Linked DNA regions of Drosophila melanogaster: region 1 is linked to region 2. The links are chromatin contacts, called in public Hi-C maps. All regions are on one chromosome and are shown on one strand. Each heading gives the region's core, a stretch centred on a gene start, on an enhancer-like site or on the middle of the called end of the contact. The rest is flanking DNA. Distances are from core to core; before and after follow the strand shown. Region 1 holds the start of Asator (asator,). Region 2 holds the start of Rnf11 (Ring finger protein 11).

The links. Hi-C and Micro-C count contacts between places; a contact is called where the count stands out from the background.
Region 1: a Hi-C map of the Kc167 cell line shows a contact between it and region 2, with 4 times the contacts expected there. The contact joins the promoter of Asator here to the promoter of Rnf11 in region 2. A contact is called at or near these places in 4 of 107 Hi-C or Micro-C datasets (the Clone 8 cell line, the Kc167 cell line, the ML-DmBG3-c2 cell line and 1 more).

Annotation. Positions count from the first base shown.
Region 1 is chr4:480,595-487,732 of dm6, reverse strand. Asator (asator,) reads left to right here and starts at 1,700. Exons shown (of 14, transcript NM_001272127.1): 1 at 1,700-2,523; 2 at 6,029-6,524; 3 at 6,592-6,957; 4 at 7,042-7,138. The coding sequence starts at 2,501.
Region 2 is chr4:310,243-317,926 of dm6, reverse strand. It overlaps Rnf11 (Ring finger protein 11), which reads right to left and starts at 3,004. Exons shown (of 4, transcript NM_001272124.1): 1 at 2,970-3,004; 2 at 1,418-1,534. The coding sequence starts at 1,510. It overlaps Zip102B (Zinc/iron regulated transporter-related protein 102B), which reads left to right and starts at 3,840. Exons shown (of 3, transcript NM_001297784.1): 1 at 3,840-4,179; 2 at 4,285-4,570; 3 at 4,629-6,997. The coding sequence starts at 4,081. The coding sequence ends at 5,137. It overlaps Rad23 (Rad23,), which reads right to left. Exons shown (of 5, transcript NM_001272123.1): 5 at 7,105-7,684.

The sequences.
Region 1 (7,138 bases), core at 451-2,950, 170 kb before region 2:
ATTTTTTGTTTTTAACTTTGAACATGTACATATATGTATATGTATATGGCACTTGTAAGTATGTATTGGGGGTGTACTTTTTTACTGAGGGTGACAAACAACTGCTGCTGGGTACAGTTTTTTATATTGATTTCAATATTGATTTTGTTGCACATTATTAACATTTACGTCGAATCCATCCACACCACCGAAAACGTTCTTTCGGAAAATCAATTCAGCTGTCACAAGAATTTAAACGTTTTAACCCCTTTTCTGTATGATATTTGAAGCGGAAAACTATGCGTTGTTCAGTTTTTAACCCTCACATTTATACTGTATATTTCTGGTATTTCAAAATGGCAAATATTACGTGTTTAGTTGCAGCAATATATCTTAGTAAATAGAATTAGGTAATTATAAAAAATTAAAGAATACGTTGCACAGTTGCGGAATCCGGTCACGAAAACAGTCCCTGAATCATAGATTAGGAGACATACATATGTTTTTTCCAACATAGAAGACCTTCTTCTTGAAATCTTTGATTTAGGATTTCTTTAGGGACCAGAGTCACAGTTATTGTCTAGTAATCAACAAAATTGATTGCAATTTTACTATTGTATTCTTTTTGACATAGATTATACTAGTTTAAAGGGGGCTTTCACTCCTTAGAATGGTAGACGAGGTAACAAACCCTTTTTTTTCATATAATATACATAAATTTTTGATCCTAGCGCTGCTAACATATAGCATACGGTGCTGCCAATGATACATACATACAAATACAGTTATAATCTTGAATTACAGGTAATAATTAACTGTCTCATTTGCTTAATCTTTGTTTTTGTTTAGAGAAACGTATTGCATCAAATTCCTTTTAGGGGCTCGTCGTACATAAACAAAATTCAGACATACAGAGTAACTATGTAAAAAGTAATAAGCTGACCTGTAAAATTCTTGATGTACATGCAGCGCCACCTTTTGGAATTTTGAGTAGTTCAAGTAAATTCCTTAATTTTTTCCCAGTTGCAGAACCACAATTTAATATCGAATGGATCGATTAACGGAGCCGTCCATAGATTTCGTGTTGGAATATGAGGAAATAGTAAAAATATACTATCGATTTCTACACGCTGCAGTAATCGTATATTTTTTTCGAATTTGATTTGATCAAAATATTTTGATTTCGTTTTTAAGTGCTCTGGTTTTCCCAAAATTTACGAACTTATTTACGAACAATACTTTTGGAAATCCTTTAAATTAATTAAATAATTGTCTGGCAACTCTATGACTGACGGAGAACAGATGTTGAAGTCTACGTGTAAAAATAGGTCTAAAATGCTTTAAAACCTTTCAAGAGAAACCATGGATAGAATCTTCTGAGATTGCCCCTGTAGATATATATTTTTTATTAGCCCTGGATTAAACTGGAACGTGGTTTATGTCCTAACCCAGGTTCAAACACGGAACCAGACCAAACAAATTAAATATAGAGGCGGAAATATAATCGTAGCAATGTTCAAAATTGAAGTGAAGCTTTTACTCCCGACTTTCCTAAAAAATGTCATATATTATATAAGAACACACGCTATATATATGTTGAAATAATTCCTTCTTGAAGATATCATCTCAAATGGCTGCAAGTTTGGGGAGACTAAAGATAGCTGTTTATGTTATTCACCTATACACACATATCTGAATACCGTAGTATATACCTAAAAAATCAGTTCGATGCACAGAATGCCTAAAGATTCAGCGGGAAGCATTTGATAGAACAATATATTTCTTAATTACAACTTTTAGTAAAATATTTTATTGGTGCAAAACAATAGGTTTGCCGACAATAAGAAATATTTTATAAAGACAAATTTTAAAGTACCAAATGTAAATCAACTTTTTGCTGTTCGTTTTGATAAATTTATTATAATGTGATCGTCTTAAAAATAATAAATTTACAAATGTGGTCATGTGAACATGTGGATACAAGTGGATCACGCGAATTCCGCGTTGTTATTTTTTCGACGTTTTTACGGAACTTCTCTATAATTAAATCAGTATATAAAAATAGACACATTTGCCTATATAACGTAAATAAACGTAATCATAAATACAGACGATAAGTGATGTGAGCTAATCTAAATAATTGTATAGATTATTATTAATACAGTAAATTGCTCTCAAGCAATAATTAACCTACTTACAGGATTACAACAGAATAGAATTACAGTTTACGTCCAATTAAAGTAGTTTTGCAATAAAATTAAAAACAACAAACGATTATATCACGCACAAAGTATTCGCTCTTACAGTTATGATTAGGCTGCTTTGAGTAATCCTTATATGTTACTTGTGATATTACTACGTGATTATATGAATAATTTCAATCACACTCATATGTGTTCTTGAAGAAGTGAAAATACCGATACAAATTGATAGTTTTTTCCATATTTTAGAAAATAAAAAAAATACATTAAATCAAGTTCTAAGATATCTAAGTTTAAGGACAGCACAGAATTTTGCCATCATGCATTTGCAGGAGTACCTCAGGTATGTTTTGGACTCATACTCTTCTTTAACATATATGTAAGAAAATTAAAACTGAAAATTATTTGGTATCTAAAAATGCAAAAAAAGAGCAGTGTTGTTAATTTTTTTTTTAATTTTCGATGAATTTTGTTAATATGTCACACGGTAGGACGGAAATGTGGAAAATATAACGATTAATATAAATATTAATATATAACGATAATACGAAGCTGACGAAGTATTGAATTAGAACGGCAGCTATTTCTAACTCTAGCGGTGGAATTACGGCAGTTAACCTAATGAATTTTTGTGTGTTCGACCTAACAGGAATAGAAAAAGTACAGTAACAATACAACAATTATATACTTTAAAACGTTCTAAAATTCAGAAAGCCTTTTCATATATATGAACTCGACTAGACTCGGTCCTAAGCGGGCCTTTGATATAATGCAAGCGTACAGAAAATCGCCCAGTTTTCTAAATTGTGCTTATTGGTGGAATTTTTTTTTTTTAATTTGTTGTAGGCTATAGAGTGACAGCGTTTTATAGAAACTTACACTGTTACAAGTCCCGCTTTTATAGCTCCCGAGACCTCGACGTTCATACGAACGGACGGATATTACAACATCGACTCTGCTATTGATCCTGTTAATATAATTTATATACTCTATATCGTCGAAATTTTGCCTTCTATCTGTTTTCCAGATACTTTATAATATTTCATGTCCACTAAGATTACATCTTCCCCACGTTTGAATTGTTTTGTCTATGCCTTTCGAAGGGATAATTCAATATTCAAACAAAAGATGAGGGTATACAATGTATGGTTCAAATGGAACTTGGACAAAACTGTATTACTAACGAATATAAATTCTTAGCAAATATAGGAAATCGAAAGTTAAATGTTTGTTTCAGTATTATACAACTTTTGGGTCGTAGTTTTCTGCAAAACCTAATACAAACAAGTAAATTAAGTAACGTAAATCGACCTGACATTCACTTTACAAATATATAAAAACTGACTGAATTTATTCAGCAAATCCAATCTATACCAGTATCATGTATTACATGTTGTTATAAGCACTGCGATCATTTTGAAATTCACCAGGAGTATCAATGGGTTCGACAATTTATTTATTTATGTTTTTGAAAATTCTACTTATAAAATTATTTGCAAACGCTGACTTTTATACATACGTGCAGCTCTAATCAGACCTTCTATCCATGGCATAAACTAGGAATGTAATTAAATCATCTTTAAAGTTCTTACTGTTATTCGTTTATTAGCTGTAGTCAAGTTGGTACCGACGCATTATACTGCTGCAGTGAGCATGCGCAATTCCCTCCAGGAAGGGGAGCTTATTTGTTGTCAGCTGGCTTTGAGTTCAGACAGAGAACTTTACTTGGACGGAAAAGCTCAATGAAGCTTAAAAATCGATACGTGCATTTTATTCCGTGAAAACTCTTAAATATACAATATCATACAAATCTTATAGATTAGTAATTTTATGTTCATGTACTGTGTTTAAATCAAATAATTAAAGCTAAACATCGTCAATAAAAGTTGAGGCATGTGCTTCATCGTGCCAATAAAAGTGCTTCACCGCCAATAAAAGGAAATCAATAGGAAAGCGATTAATATTTGTGAATACTTTTTAACTTGTTCATAAAATACAAATATATATATATTTAAAGTTCACATTTTCCCAAGTAGAATCCACATTCTCCTGGTATGTATACATTTATTTAGAAAAAACCCAGTTTTAACAGCCACCAACTTAGGCGGGGGTTGTGAGACACAAAACTTGGACAGAAGTTTCTTTAAATATATAAAATGTACGTACAGATATTATGTTTTATTCTGAGGAGCAGATAACCATTTAAAGATAGATTTTCGAAGGACTATTAGTTTTAAATCCTCAATTTCTGGTTATATCTTACACGATTTACCAATTAGCATGCTATTGGACTGGGGGTAAAGTACTAATTTCAAAAAAAGGATGTTTTACAAGGATTAAAGTAACTTATTTTCTATGCCGAATGAACAAGGCAACATAAAATAATATTATATCTGGGAACGACATTCTATAAGACACATTACATGAAAATCGATAAAATTCCATATGCTGTCGTTTATTGTGCATAAATTCCCGGCTCAGACCTAAATGTATATTACCGTCTTTCTACTAAGTGGGCAAATGAAATATGTGCTAGAAAGATTCACACAACTGGTGTCCTCTATGATTGTGCAACATTTTTAAATACAATGGAAATTCAATGTCTTTATAGGCTTGGAATTTTTCCTGTTACAGTTTAACAACACTTTAAAAAGTAGTAGCTAAAAATAGTACCTCATTGACGAAACTGACGGAAAGGAATACCCTAGATACACATATTATTTATGTTTAAGGGACTGTTTACAATGGGGTTGTTCTTAGGTTTACTTCTGGTGAAATCTTACATGTCACAATAATTCCTCTGGTGTTGGGGAAATGTTTTCCGAACTACTTCATGTATAAGATAAGATCACTCAGCAGCTGACGCGGACATAACGAACGAAGAACTAGCGTTTGTATGCCTATTTACAGCTGTTTTTGATTTTCTAAGAAACAGCAATTGTGTAAAATGAGACATATTTTTTTTTGGTATATATACTTATACGTACACAAATTTTTTTCGGCCGGAGTGATAAATATATGAGAATTAACAAGCTTCCGATGTTTTGGTGATAGTTGCGTAATATATATGTATGTACATATGTACTTCAATACTCGTCAGATTTCCAAACCATCAAATATTTGAATACATTGTATATGCTTGCTAACAAAACAGTACCGACGAAATAGCTCATGTTAAAGTAATATTATGTAGTTAGTATCGATAGGAAGTTCAACGAAACTCAAAATGTTCGAATTTCATTGTTGGTATGAAAGTTAAAAATATCATCGTTGTTTTCTATGCGTTTTATCAGCTTTATTTATTTACTTATTGGAATTTATTTGACACAAGTATATTTTTGTTTTTAAAACATAAAGCATGAAGCTTAAAGTTTTGTTTGGGAGGTAAACAATTTTAGAACTGCTCACATACGATATCTAGGATTTCAGAAAATATGTACAATTTTGGGGGAAAAAAAAAAACGTAAAGGAAAGGCACCTTTTAGAAATCTGTGTAGAGATTTCGTTATCCTACATATATGGGCGCAAAGAAGAATAATGTTGAATATCGATTTTTATGAAAAATCATGCATCGATGTTTTCATCGATATTTCTCCAGCTCTTTATTAAGCTGTGCCTGTTGAAATATTTTTTTTTTCAAATTATGTTATCTTTTCCTTCCCTAGTGCGTATAGAGCGCTCAAAATGATCTATATTTTTCGTATTATAGACAACTGATGTTTTGGCATTTACTATGCGTTCCGTAAGTCGCTCTGAAGATGCGTTCAAATGGACAGACACACTGTTTTCTGTATTATGTGGATTTTCGAGATATTGCTAAGCAATGCAATGGATTTATTTTTTTTTAGAAACGACGAAAATGCATCCGCGCCCGACGATGGAAATCAATCATGCCAGCCTTCTTCCAAACAAGATCAGTATCTAAGTCCTAACCGCAATTGCCAGAAAAACCTGTTGAGGCTTTACCCACCACCCCCATCTAAACCACCACCGCTCGTTGGTGCCATCCTGCAAACCCGTCTTCTGCATCAGATAAGCCCGTCCGCAATTGCAGATGCGGATGCAGACTTGAATGCAGTAGGGGAGCTTCTATACCCAAATGTCCTGCAGCGGTCAGCAACTTTGCCAGCGAAACACAACCGCTTAGGGGTTCGAAGCCGCGTGACCTTTAAGGTCCCTTCGTCTAACCTCCCTGCTCAGGATTCATATTCTCATCAACCCCGAAATCAGGTTGCAGTCGCTGCAAAGGACGGAATATTGGTAGACGTCAAGGCTAAGGAGTCCGTCAAGATGACTTCTGAGGATTTGCTGCAGCCAGGTCATGTTGTGAAGGAGCGTTGGAAGGTGTGTTTTATATTTAATGCGTACATATATAGATATATATATTTTATTTTAATTGTATACCTTGCAGGTTGTCCGTAAAATTGGTGGAGGCGGCTTTGGAGAGATATACGAGGGTCAAGATCTTATTACCCGTGAACAAGTCGCACTTAAAGTAGAGTCCGCCCGGCAGCCTAAGCAGGTGCTCAAAATGGAAGTGGCAGTTCTTAAGAAATTGCAGGGAAAGGAGCACGTATGTCGATTCATCGGATGTGGGCGGAATGATCGATTTAACTATGTGGTGATGCAGCTCCAAGGAAAGAATTTAGCTGAACTCCGACGCGCTCAGCCGCGAGGGGCATTTTCGCTTAGTACAACACTTAGGTTAGGGTTACAAATTTTAAAGGCCATTGAATCCATCCATTCAGTGGGATTTCTTCATCGTGATATTAAACCGGTAATAGCTACAATCTTGTTATGTTTTCAATATATTCGGGTGGTCAAACAAAAAAATCGAAATAATTGTTCTTTTGCATTTTAGAGCAATTTTTCTGTGGGTCGTTTGCCTTATAATTGTCGACGCGTCTATATGCTTGACTTCGGATTGGCGCGTCAGTACACCACTGGCACAGGGGAAG
Region 2 (7,684 bases), core at 1,755-4,254:
TCACGTTCACATTAATAACTAAAAGACAGCAATGTTGCTCGATTCTCGCAAAGCACTCACTCTGCCATCTTCTTGCTTTGCTCATAGCTTCTGGCTTCGCTTTGCTTCTCGCGCGCACTCTGCCGTCAGAAATCAATTGAGTTAAATTACTCGCTGAAAAACATGTAACAGGCAGAAGACAGCGGTTTCGACCCTATAATGTATATTAATTCTTGATCCGAATTAATAGCCGTGTCGATCTGGCCATACCGATCTTTGTATATGAAAGCAATCTTCATAAAGCATGAAGATTATAGACAGATTGTTTTCAATTGTGGGCTCTCATAGCAAGCAAAACGGCCACGTCCACAATTTTTATCGATTTGACAAAAAACATTCTGCTTCGACCACAACAAACCTCCCAAAACTGCCACGCGCACTCTTTTAAAAAAATGTCTGATTTTTTTTTCATATAGACATCCAGATACTTGCAGCCTGTTGAATATCCTTCTCGTGTATGTTTTGCACTACATTGACATTGGACTTTAATTCTAAGGATATTTATATACACGCTTGTTTAGAGGGAAGTACCAATACATAGCTAAGCTTCGTACTGCAAGTATATTATCGCTAAAAGATTTATTATACTATTTCATACGCGATTTGGCTTGGCTCGTTTTAAACTTTTCGATGAACACTAATACATCACACAACGGTTATACATTTATTGATGCATTACCTTTCGTCGACACTGAACAAATCGTAGTAACTAATAATAATACAAAACGAGAAATTCATTAAACTCTATGGATGTTTGATTACGATTCGGCACTCAACGTTAGAAGAATCCTGTTTTTGCCAATTCTGGACGCCAGAAGAAGGTATAAATATTCGTGATCCATCTATTCTTAAAAACCTTGGACGTTTTTATTTATTTTCATTTATTATTTATTTTTTATTATTTCATTTTATAAACGTTTAAAACTTACATATACAGTACCAATCCCCAAGAAATCTTTAAAATGCCCAATAATTTCCTTTTTTTTGATTGCCAAGTAATCCATAATTCCTCAAAAATTTATAGCGATGCCATTTACTTTACTATTTAATAGTATCTTACAAGTTAGAAAAATTTTTCTTCTCAACACTTTTATTTTCGGGAAATTTTTTTGAAACTGTCACAGAGAAAACTGAGTATAAAAATACATTATTTTGCAAATATCTTCGTTAAGAATAATCAAAAAATTAGTTTCGAAGGCCAGGTTTTATACAAAACCTTTGCTTTAAAAATAATTATTGACCAAGAATATTTCGATAAACTCATAAAAAACATTTTTAATGTAATTGTTGAAGATTAAAAGACTACAAATTAGTAAATTTTGGACTTCTTTAAATCGACGATTATCGTTAAAACTCGCACCCGTGCATTGGTACTTACATGATACACTGGCTGTGTCCCGCTGATTTGACTGTCATTGCCGCGTAAAAGTGAAATGTCATCTGAAGTGCTAATTTTTAAGCAATTACCCATTTCATGCGTTTTTCGAAGATTTAACTGAAATATATGCACACGTAAAGAAAATTTATACGGCTCGTTTTATCTTGTATTTTAGTTAAGTTGTAAAACTTTATATTTAAATGCAGTGTAAGCTTTTTTTTAAAAGTTGTACATAACAAACACAAAGTAAAAGGAAGATCAAAGAAGACCATTTACGCGACCGAGCCAAAGAAAAGCTTTTTTTTTTTGTTTTAGCGAACGAGAAAAATCACGATTGCAAAAATTTCCGATTGGGAAACCAAAACCTCTATATGCAGCTCCCACATAGAGCTTAAATCTTGAAAGTTGTGCGGCCACAAGGATTAAGGAAATACCTGCCGCCAATAGACCTGGCCGAAACTAAAGAAGACATAAAAAGTGGAAACTGGTTGGGCCAAGGAGCAAAATTGGTCTCGAAGGTAAATAGTGTTTTTCTACCAAACTTGCATCGTAGTTTGATGGGTAACATATGTTTTTTGACTTCATATCACCCCACATCTGCAAAATCTCGATGTGTTGTTTATCGATAAAAGATTGCCAAGACATAAAAATATTCAAAAAAAAACGAGTACCGCGTATAATGATATAAAATCTAGGATCTGTTATAGTTAATATTTCTACACCTTTACTTAAAAAAATTTTTGTTTCTTAACGGAAAAAACTGAAGAAAACTTTCCATTCCTTAAAAACTGGAAATTGATATATGATATGATGATATTTTTTTCATATGGACGTCTAGATACTTTCAATCTGTTGAATATCCTTATCGTGTATGTTTTACACTACATTGACATTGGACTTTACTTTTAAGGATATTTATACACACGCTTGTTAAGGGGAAGTACCAATCGCTAAAAGATTTATTATACTATTTCATACGCGATTTGGCTTGGCTCGTTTTAAACTTTGCGATGAACACTTGTACATCACACAACGATTGTTTATTTATTGATGCATTACCTTTACTCCGCACTGAGCAAATTGTAGTAACTAATAAAAAAATAGTGTTACAAAACGAGATATTCATTAAATTATATGGATGTATTTGTTTGATTACGATTCGTCACTCAACGTTGGAAGAATCCTGTTTTTGCCAATTCTGAACGCCAGATGAAGGTGCAAATATTCGTGATCCATCTATTCTTAAAAACCTTGGACGACTTATTCTATTTTCATTTAATTTTATAAGTTTATCGGAAATTAGCAAAATAATGAAACGTTTAAAACTCACATATACAGTACCAATTAGTACCAATCCCCAAGAAATCTTAAATTAATAAGTACGCATGCATGTATATAAAATGCACATATGTATACACAACTTTCATAATAAACAGAAACAATTTAGTTAGTTGATTTAAAAAAAAAAAAACATTAAATGTGACTTTCTTTGAAATTAGACTAGATTCGATTTAATAAAGCCTGATTTATTCCATATGCTTAGACTTTTTACCTATTTGACAATAAATAAACCAAAATCAACAGTGCTGTTAATAGTATGACCTTAGGTTACCAAACTGTTTATGTAAATGGTGTAATACACGTTGTGCACTGAGATAAATTACATTCTCACGTTGCGCTATACAATCATAATACGGAATACAACCCTCCATGTAGTACGAGAGAGTGATGTATCCCTAAATAACTTATTAAATAAATAAATTATAAGGATCTAGAATTTTTTATGTTATGTGATTTCTGACGATATATAGATAAGCCAAATGAGCAATTATTGTAGGATAACACACGGTGACACCAGGAAAATACTATATACCGCACACTTTAATATATTTACAGAATTTATTTAAAATATTAAAATTAACTGGTGACCGATCATAACCAGTAAAAGGTAGAGCAACTACTATAGGTTTTGCGAACAAGTTAAATTTTCCGATAAACAATAGCTTAAAGAAAATTTGGTTCACTAGCTCCATTCGAACAATTATTCTTAAAACCATTAAAGGTTTTTTCTTTTTTTTAAATTTCACATGAGAGCAAATAAAAAATCGGTTAAAAGTCGGTTGAGAATGCTTGGTACTATTTCTAAATATATATTATATATAAATTATATATATTATATTATATTATATAATATTATATATATTATTATATATTATATTATATATATTATCTTATATTATATTATATATATTATATTATATTATATTATATATGTTTTATATATATTATATATAAATTAAAAATGGTATCATACATTTGTATCGGACCATCTAAAACCGTTTTCAATAAGTTTGTATAATAAGCCAGTGGGTAAGACATGAAATATAATAACTTAAAGGTATTGTTCACAGTCTGGGAAAATTTCGTACGTCTGTAGGATCGCGAGTTTTAACGGGATGAGAAGAAAACAAATTGTATAGTTCTGTTGTGGTATGAGATGTTAATTTGGTTGAAGTGTTATTGTAGAATATGGTATAAGTTCCACAGTTGGTTGCTGCTATATGCGTTGTTAAAATGTTAATAAGGCTCATCTCTAGCGATTGAGTTGGCAAAAACATGTAGCTTTGATGGTATTATGCTCATTAAAATTAAGTTGGGCAATCATGGCTGAGGAGACAATAATTCTCATTTTATTAGTGTTGGTTATGCTTGTGGGGTCTTATTTGGCAGGGAGCATACCGATGCTGATGAAATTAAGCGAGGTCGGTACTAAACAATGGCATTTTAAATACAAAAAAAATTTAATGTGAGGTATTTGGAGCACCACTAGTGCATTAATTTGTTCTACTTAATAAATGTCATTAAAGGAAAAGCTAAAATGTGTCACTGTGCTGGGAGCTGGATTGTTAGTGGGAACTGCTCTCGTTGTTATTATTCCGGAGGGCATTCGATCATTGTATGTGGGGAGTGGCCAATCCCAAAAACGGACATCAGTTCCGGAGCAACCAGATTACTCACAGACCATTGGACTTTCTCTTGTGCTTGGATTTGTCTTCATGATGTTGGTGGACATCTCTCAGCGGAAGAGTAATGTTGGAAGTAATAAAAAAAACAATGCCACACTAACTCTTGGATTGGTTGTGCATGCCGCAGGTAAAGAAGCTTATATTGGTGTACCCACCATATCTTAAAAATTGTTGTTCTTTTGCAGCTGATGGAGTTGCATTGGGAGCAGCTGCCACCACTAGCCATCAAGACGTTGAGATAATTGTATTTTTAGCTATAATGCTTCATAAGGCACCAGCAGCATTTGGATTAGTGACATTCTTACTGCACGAAAAAGTAGACAGACATCAAATTCGCAGACACCTAGTCTTATTTTCCCTGTCGGCTCCCCTTATGACTATTTTAACGTATTTTGGGATCGGACAGGAGCAGAAGGACACGTTAAATTCCGTGAATGCCACTGGTATAGCTATGCTATTCTCCGCTGGAACATTTTTGTACGTAGCAACTGTGCATGTTTTACCAGAGCTTACCCAAGGGGGATTTACGAAAAGCGATCAGCATGATTATTGTTTGCTAGAGGAATCTCGAGGTGTTGCTACGAATGATATAAATGGAAGCAATAGTATTCAAGCACTAAAATATAGTGAATTGGTAATTCTGATTTGCGGCGCACTGCTACCCCTAATTATAACATTTGGACATAATCACTAGTAATGTAGTAATACATATATTTTTGTCAAATAAGATGAAGTAAAAGTTAAGGGATATTAAGCTATAAATATATTGGGTTTAATTTCTCGGATATACAATTATTAACATTAAGTGCTTTGCACAAAGATTTTGAATTTAATGAATTGTCGCATGAAAGTCAAATTTGGTACCGACGTCAACTTTTGTCAGCTTTCTGTAAAGTTGAGTGATTTGAGAGGCCTTATACGAGAATGTATTGTGAGTAAACCAAGCAAAATGAGGAAGGTCAAAAAGTAGTGCAAGAAATATTTTACTTTAATATTTAGACTTGCGCAGGCAGGAATAGTACGCAAGTCGGCGCCGAATTCATTGGCATCAGAATTTTGACTCCGGCTCCTATATACTATATGTTAATTTATAATTATATATGTTTTTATTGTATTTAATAACAATGGATAGTTTACGTTCTCAGAATGGTAGTAAAAAGTAAGAGACGGTTTAAAGGCAGCTTGGCAATGTCACCATTGGTTTACTGGATAACGTCTTCTGTTACGGCCTTAGATTACGGATTTCTATAACTACTTCTGCTATGACTTTCTACATTTATAGATACCTTTCTGCGTCTTTTCTACTTTAATTCTGCTCAACTTCTTTGCGGAATATTTTTCGCGCGTTCTTTATTTCCGCTGTTCTTGTCTTGTCTTGTAAATATGAATCATATCTTAGCAAAGATCTTTAAAAACTTCTTTGGCTATAAATGATGTGTATTATGGGCACTTCTCTTCTACTAGAACGTGAAAAAAACTGTTTCCCAAAATCACGACGACAAATAGCTTTGCTGACTGCAGTTTTAGGCAGTTTTTTAAACCATGGCGTTAAGTTGATCCATCTTTGTTTTTGACTATGACGAGTCTGCTGGCGAAATTCGGCGCCGACTTGCGTACTATTCCTTTTCGTTGCCATTCCGAAACCTGATCTCGATTCTCTTCTCCTTGGGCACAATCGACAAAATTTGGTAAAATGTTCAATTACTTGTAGCATGGATTTGTTTCAAATTAGGATAAATTGTTTTCCCTTTACATATATACAATCTTATAATATTTTGTATCTTTTCACCGCGTAGCATCTTACTAATACTTCCAAAATCACTAGGTTGCGTCATATCGATATGAGAAAGTGTACATCAATCCGGTAGTTTGTGTGTAAACACCACTCTATCGTTCTAACTTTTTGATTTGTCGTTAGATAAGCTGTGAAGCTTGTCTTTCGTCGTTGCCAGACCATTTCCACATAAATGTGTATGTTTTCACTTTATATGTATGTCACTGTGGTCGGCAGTCCTATTCGTGTCAATGGTCACCAAAGAGTTTCTATACTACAATTTTGAGCTTAAAGATTTGTCATTAACACAGTCAAACCAAAGACACTAGAATAACGTTATTTGTGGTCCGGTGGGTATGCCCATGTTTATAAAGTTAATTCGACCCAGTCTAAAGTTCTGGAACGTGTCAAGGAAAGAAGTATTAACGAGTGCTTCTCTTTCCACTTACCTGCGTTCTACCAAATCTACCAATAATTCTTGTGTCTTTGAATCTACATTGAGTCAGGAAAGATTTATAATTGTAGCAACATTATAGAGGGGACCATAGCCATACATGAAACTATTAGAGATTTATTAATATTAAAGTGTAGAATTCTTTGCATTAATAATGCATATTACAATGTTCGAGTTTTATATTTGTCGTATTAATTGGCAAGCAGAAAAGTATCATAAGTCCAAATGTTCTACAGTTTTGTATATTTGTAAATTAATGATAATCTAAGTACTGTAAAACTGGAGAACATTTATTCCTGTAAAAATAAGCAATAAAAAATATTTATAAAAATTTTAATTAGTTTTTTCGTGAGTAAAGGGTATCTGATAGTCGAGGCACTCGACTATAGAATTGTTATGAATGTCATGCAATTAATGAAATTGTTTTATTTCTCCGACTCATCCTGAAAGGAATCACCAAAGAGACGCCACAGCTTATTAGGGCATAATTGCGGACATTATTTACAATAAAAAAACACGAAATTTATGTAATACAATGATTAATATATTTTAGTCATATGTCCAACATCCAGGACGACAAAAAGTACTTTATGTGTTAAGTGACTTAATTGTGGACTCCCACTAGTCAAAAAAATATTTTATAAATCAACCAAGATAAGGAAAGAATAAATCATAAGACTTCTTTAGCTTAATACGACCTTAAAATAATTAATGTGTGTATTGCATATACACTAGAAATACACACACTAGAAATATACTTTGCCATCCATTAGGTGAAGGCCTAATCCAAGGCCTCCCTACCATGGATTGGCACAGATAAATTTGTAGACATTTGCAGTCTTATGCTGAAGACAATGTCGTGGTGAAATATTTAGTAAAAATGACATCGTAACTCTATTTTACCCATGGCTGCAATTTTTAACAAATAACAAGTACAATACGCCGACGGTATTAAAAGAATATAAAAGAATTTTTATGATCGACATTTTACATTTAATTTAAGAACATCTAAC